Linked DNA regions of Sus scrofa: region 1 is linked to region 2. A link is a contact called in public Hi-C data. All regions are on one chromosome and are shown on one strand. Each heading gives the region's core, a stretch centred on a gene start, on an enhancer-like site or on the middle of the called end of the contact. The rest is flanking DNA. Distances are from core to core; before and after follow the strand shown. Region 1 holds the start of TCFL5 (transcription factor-like 5 protein). Region 2 holds the start of RPS21 (ribosomal protein S21).

Region 1 (3,141 bases), core at 80-2,579, 350 kb before region 2:
TTATGGTCTGTGATGGTGTCGTGCTTAGAATTTTCTCAAAGAGTTTATCAATATCGTTCTGTATATTTAGCAGTTGTTTAACTTGCTTTTTATTTATTTTTTTAACTTGAAGTATAGTTGATTTACAGGTGTCAGCCTCAGGTGTTTAGAACAGTGATTCAGTGCCGTGTGTATTTATGTTCTTTTCCCTTATAGGTTTTTTTGGGTTTTTTTTTTTTTTTTTTGTCTTTTTAGGGCTGCAGGTGCAGCACATGGAGGTTCCCAGGCTAGGGGTTGAACGGGAGCTGCAGCTGCTGGCCTGCACCACAGACACAGCCACGCCAGATCCTTAACCCACTGAGTGGGGCCAGGGATCCAACCTGCTTCCTCATGGATACTAATTGCTTCGTTACCGCTGAGCCACAATGGAACTCCAATTTTGCTTTTCAAATTTAGGTATTGCAATTACCTGAAACTAATTTTTATCTTAGGGGTGGGAAAAGTGCTAACTCTTTTCTAAATGATTAATCAGCTGTCCTGTAAGCCATCATTCCCTTCTGGTTGAGATGTGGGTGTGGGTGAGAGGTGGGTGCAGTAATTATTCTGAGCCTGCAGGAGTGACTCTTTTAAAGACCCACCTATTGTATGATGCCATTCATAGGGAGAGCTTGAATGGGCGTGAGATTTCTTTGGGTGAAGTGTTCTGAGACACTGTGACTTCACTTTTGGTGGGATGTGATGCGCTGTGATACACGACCACTGAATGGCGCACTTGCAATGGATGGACCCACGTGGCATGTGCTTTCCAACTCAATTCGCCGGCCAGAGTTTGAGGAGTGCATTGATCCCGCGTGGCTTGCCCTGCGCGGGGATGAGCCCGTGCGACACGTGCATTCCCTTGATTGCCTCTGCACCAGGTACAGAGCGCCCTGTCACACCTGGAGCGGGGCAGCTGTCTCACCTACTGCTCCCGCCACTCTGAGAAGGGGGCGCTGCACAGCACCCCGTGGCTCCGTGAACGCAGAGATGCACCTGCTGCCTGGGCCCTGCTCCCCGGCCGGGCCCCGGAAGGCCGGCCCCGCCACCCTGGACCCGCGGATACCCGACCGGGCGGTGCGGGGCACGGCTTGAGGCCGCGGCGCTCGGGTCTGGGCGCCCTCGCGCGGCCACTCGGGCCGCCCGCCCGCCCCCGACCTGCGCGCGCAGCCGGGGTGGGGCCGGCGCGGCGGGGGCGGGGCGGGCGGTTGGCGCGGCCGGGCCGCGGGGCGGGGCCGCGCCGGGGAGGGGCTGCCGTTGCGGGCGGGCGGCGCAGGCGCGCTGCGGCCGGCGGTTTCCGCGCCCCCGCCCCGCCCCGCCCGGCCTGGCCCCGCCGGCCCGCCCGCGCGCCCCCCCGCCGTTGGCGCCGGCATGTCGGGCCCCGGGCCGCGGGAGCCGCCGCAGGCGGGCGGGCCGGCGGGCCCCGAGGGCGCGGACGCGGCGCTGGGCGAGGCGGGGCTGAGCTTCACGACCACCGACCTGAGCCTGGTGGAGATGACGGAGATCGAGTACACGCAGCTGCAGCACATCCTCTACTCGCACATGGAGGCGGCGGCGGCCGACGGCGAGCTCGAGACGCGCCTCAACTCGGCCTTCCTGGCGGCGGCGGCGCCGGGCGCGGCGGCCGGGGGCTTCGCGGCGGCGGGGGGCGCGGCGGCGGCGGCGGCGGCGACGGGGGGCGCGGCGCCCGTGTACCCCGTGCTGTGCCCGCCCGCGCTGGCCGACGGCGGCTTCGCGGGCGCCAACCCGTGCCTGGGCCACATCGACTTCCAGGAGCTGCGCATGATGCTGCTGAGCGAGGCGGGCGCGCCCCCCGCCGCCGAGAAGACGCCGGGCGCCGACGGCCCGGGCCCGGGCGCACCCCGGCCCAAGGCGCCCGACGGCGCCGGCAAGGAGAACGCGGAGGGCGCGCCCGAGGCGCGGGCCAAGTCGGCAGTGCGCGTCCGCCTGGAGGACCGCTTCAACAGCATCCCCGCCGAGCCCCCGCCCGCCCCGCGCGGCGCCGAGCCCCCCGAGCCCGGCGTGGCGCTCAACAAGTGGGTGCATCCCGCCGGGTCTGGGTGTAGACCAGGGTCCTGTGCGGAGAAGCGGCCGCCTCGGTCAGGGTGTGGACCAGGGTCCCGTGCAGAGAAGCACCGGCTTCGGTGCGGGTGTCGACCCCCGGGTCCCATGCGGAGACCGCCAGTCTCCTGGCTTGCATCTTAACAGGGAGCCGACCTCGGCGGGTCCGAGGTCGTGTGCTGTTCGCAGGCGCTGCGAGCCCATACTAAGCTCGCAGCGCCTGCACACAGCCCCCAAAGCCTTGGCCTCGGGTGCACGCTGCGTCTGGAAGGGAGATGAGTTGAGACAAGTGTAGCGATGCTCCGAGCGCCAAAGGTTTTGCCCCGGACCACCCACCTAGATGTCCGGAGAGGCCCTTGCTTCCCGCTCCGGGGGCTCAGGTTGTGCTGACCTTGTCTTGTGCACACACATGCAGCCTGACGGAAGGACAGATCTCCAGCAGGCAGCCCTCCTTCCTCGCAGACACCCGCTGGGGTGTCTCCCCAGCTTTCCCTCTGGCCCACACCCCGGCTTTTTCCCATTTTGCCCGCCGTCATCAGATTTTGGAGGAGGGCCAGAAAGCCAGAGATGGGTGTCAGAGGCGTGATGGGAGGGGAGGTGTAACTAAAAGATGACACACAGCCCCGCCCTCCGGTGTGAGCGAGAAGGAAGTTGGAACTTGTCCCCTGCACCGCCGTTGATAGGTGTCTAGCGACTTCCACGATGACGCCGGGGCGTGCACTGTCACAGATTTCCTGCCTGGAACCTGGACTGTTAGCCGTTAGAGCGTGGTGGGGATGGCAGTGTTTCAGGGAACTTAGCCTACTTCTGGGGCTTTTGTGTCTTTTGGCAGTTTGGTGACTCTTATTCGACATCCGTCCGAATTAATGAACGTTCCTCTTCATCAGCAACAAAACAAATGCACAACACTGGTGAAAAACAAGACCGCTGCGGCCGCTACTGCTTTGCAGTTTACATGCCCTCTGTTCACTGCAAATGCGTGCTCTGCTGCTGGGACTTCGAGTCTCTCACAAACACAGGTAGGGAAAATGACTTTCAAGGCTTTGCTCTTTTGCGGTAAATGGA
Region 2 (3,291 bases), core at 298-2,797:
AGTGAAGCCAGTATTTAAGGCATTTAACTTCAGCCTAAACTGTCCCCCCCCCGAACCTGCTCAGACATGAGTCCAAGGGCCTTGTGCCGCCCCCTCAGCACCGGGCAGGTGTTGTGGATTTAAATGTGTGCTTAGTGGTCATCTGACCTAAGTCATGTGTCATGGATCTGTTAGCAAAGTCATGTACTTGTGCTTTTAAGTAAAATCTGGTTTTGCAGTATGCTTTTCAGGTGACAGGCCCCTTCCACTCACAGCAGATACCCCAGCCCCGACCCTCAGAGCCCAGAGGAGAGACCACCATCCCTCCCAAGCAGACAGTGAAACAACAGACGGACTTGCACTATTTATTTATGACAAACATTCCACATGTGTGAGCCTCGCCAGTCAGAAGTTCCTAGAAAAGGAAGAAAGATATGAAAATCTGGCTTCTGAAGAAGCCCCCCCCCCAGCCCTCTGTCCACACGCCGACCCTCTTACTTTGAGACAATGCCGTCGGCCTTGGCCAGCCGGAGAATGGAGTCGTCTGACTCTCCCTGGCAAGAAAAGCACCCTGAGACCACTGCCCAGAGGTCCAGCCACACCCCGGCCCAGCCGGACCACAGGAGGCACAGCAGCAGTGGGCAGACACTTGGCAGTGCAGGAGAGGCCCTGGGGATCTGAGGTCAAGGCCCATCTGTGTCTCTTATCAGGATGGCCCTTTCTTGGGACCCCCAAGCACCCCTCTTCCACCCCCCTCCCTCCCCCCGGGAAGGGGCTGGCAGCAGCACAGTCCAGTCCAACAGGCTCTGGCCCGTTCTGTCAACACATCTGCTCAGACCTGAGGACACGCAGGGAGAGACCATTTCCCTGCTCAAAAGGCCAGTGAAAGAGACCAGGGGACACTCACCATCCTGCGAATGGCACCACAGATGGCGTAGGTTTTAAACTGGCCGTTGAACCTGCCTGTCACCTTGTCAACCTGTAAGTCAGGAAGGGGGGTCACGAAGAGGCGCACCCGAACGCCTTTAGCTCCAAGCCCGGGGTTCAGAAGTCAACACGCAGACCAGTCCGGCAGACCTTGCGCCCTCCCCGGCGCAGAGATCCTCCCGACTCACCTCGGCCACGTTCATCTGGATGGACGCGTGGTCCTTGGCGCCGATGATGCGGTTGCTGGCGGAGCTGCGGGGGGCGGGAGGGCAGTGAGCGGGGAGGGGCTCGCTGGGAGCGGTTGGGGGGATTACGGGGCGGTGGGGAGCGCTCACCATTTTCGAGGCACGTATAGGTCCACGAACTCGCCCGCGTCGTTCTGCATGTTGAAGGCACGCCTGCGGGACCCCAAGCGGTGCCGTAAGGAAAGGGCCGCGCGCCCCTTCCCACCCACCCGATCCCCGCGCCATGCCCTTTTCCAGGCCCGACTCCGGTAGCCGCGCGGTCCCCCGGGCCAGGCCCCGACCCCCCCCGCCGTGCCCCCGGCCCGACTCGAACCCCGATCCCCGCGCGGTCCCCCTGCCCAGGCCCCGAGCCCAGCCGCGCGGCCCACCTTGTGTCACCACGATGAGCGCGAGCGCAGAAAGGAAGGGCCGGTTCCCCCGGCAGCACTACTGGCGGACGGGGGCGGGGCCTCGCGAGTACTTCCGGTTCTCCCGCGCTGCCTCGAGTCTGCGCGGAGAGCGGTGCGGGCCGGGCCGACGCACTTCCGCTTCCGGTGGGCGGGAGCCACCGGGCGTCTGCGCTGCGGTCTCGGCCCCCCTGCGGCTCCTGGCCGTCTCGGCTGCGCCCCCAGGCTGGTTGGCGTGCGGGGCTGGCGGCCGGCGCGGGAGTGCTGGGACGGACCGCGCTCGTCTGAACGTGAGAGGTGTAGACCGTGCCGGGGACTCACCCCGGGAAACTAGCCAGGCAACGCGGAGATGGACGCAGGAGGGGCGTCGTGGGTTATAAGAGCAAAGGGTGCGGCGAGCCCCTGCGGTCCTGAGGGAGGCCGGGAGCAGCGGCGGGGCTGCGGCGGGGGACACCCTGGATTAGAAGCCAACCCCTCGGGAAACCAGGACCAAGCTGCGAAGGCGCTTGGCCAAGCCCAGTGGCAGAGCCCCCACAGCCCTTGCCCTGCACCATCGGGCCCCTCCCCAGGACTCTCCCCCACCGCATCACCCCCGCTACACCTCCATGGAGCAGTACTGACGGAGAGGCCCATTCCTGCGGCCAGGAATTTGTTAGTGAAGAAAACGGGAAACTCCTAGAGTGCAGAATTAGTGTCCCAGAGCCCCCTGCCCACATTCCTGGGAGTGTGTGCGCGGCAGCCTGTCCCTTTGGGACTTCATCTCCGATGAAACGGAAGGCCCCTCCCGGATGGACCCCAGGCCACACACGTCTTGTCTCCCGCTGCTGCCACCCTCCCATCCTCCAAGTCTGGTCTCCCCCATCACTTCCGCACCTGAGTCTCGGCTCGCCCAGGTGGGGGCTCTCCCAGGGCGGGCTCTGCTCACCGAGTGGGACTGCACATAGTAGGTGTACGAAGCCAGTGAACGTGCACACGATCCCTATCAGCCTGGCCCCACAGGGCCTTGTCTGAATCATGGCCAACTTCCGTGGAGCTCTGGGCCTGGCGGGGACTGAGGCCACAAGTTCCTTCATACCTGTGTTTGGGTGGGCAGCGTGTCTGCTGTTGCTTCCATGGGACTCCAGCGGCTGGGTATCAGGCGTGAGGTCACCAAGGCCAGCACCTTGTAGAAGGGTCACTCAGTGTCTGTGCCAGCCCCGAGAGAGAGAAAGAGAGAGAGAGGTGTGCTTTGTCCAGGCCCCCCAGCACATGCACAGGTATTACATGTTTATGTTTGTGGCAGGGGTCTGCACAGCTGGCCTACCTGTCCAGCTAGGCCTGGTCTTCAAGAGATTCTGTAGGAGTTACTGCTGTGGCACAGTGGGTTAGGAGTCGACTGCAGTGGCTCAGGTCACCCCCAGCCTATTGCAGTGGGTTAAAGGAGCCGGCCTTGCCGCAGCCGTGGCATAGATTTCAATCCCTAGCCCAGGAACTTCCACATGCTGCAGCATGCAGCCATACCATTTTCTAAAAATAAATTTTAAAAAAGATTTATCTCTAACTGGAAGGTAAGAGACAGAGTAGCAGGAGAGTGGCAGAGAGGGGCCTGCCAGAGTCTTAGCCCCGAAATAAACCCTCGTGTATACAGTCAAGTGATTTCTGATGAGAGTGCCAGGACCATTTAAGAGAGAAAGGGGAGTTCCTGTCGTGGCACAGCGGAAATGGATCCGACTAGGAACCGTGAGGTGGCCGGTTCTATCCCTGGCCTCGCTCAG

What was found. A called contact is a pair of places that touch in the nucleus more often than the background predicts.
Region 1: a Hi-C map of liver shows a contact between it and region 2, with 6 times the contacts expected there. The contact joins the promoter of TCFL5 here to the promoter of RPS21 in region 2. A contact is called at or near these places in 2 of 47 Hi-C or Micro-C datasets (epiblast stem cells and liver).

What each region holds. Positions count from the first base shown.
Region 1 is chr17:62,113,857-62,116,997 of Sscrofa11.1, reverse strand. It overlaps TCFL5 (transcription factor-like 5 protein), which reads left to right and starts at 1,329. Exons shown (of 7, transcript XR_002340122.1): 1 at 1,329-2,051; 2 at 2,909-3,095.
Region 2 is chr17:61,761,862-61,765,152 of Sscrofa11.1, reverse strand. RPS21 (ribosomal protein S21) reads right to left here and starts at 1,547. Exons shown (of 6, transcript NM_001097480.2): 1 at 1,520-1,547; 2 at 1,242-1,304; 3 at 1,095-1,158; 4 at 887-958; 5 at 478-533; 6 at 330-394. The coding sequence starts at 1,291. The coding sequence ends at 385. It overlaps CABLES2 (CDK5 and ABL1 enzyme substrate 2), which reads left to right. Exons shown (of 10, transcript XM_001924509.4): 10 at 1-220.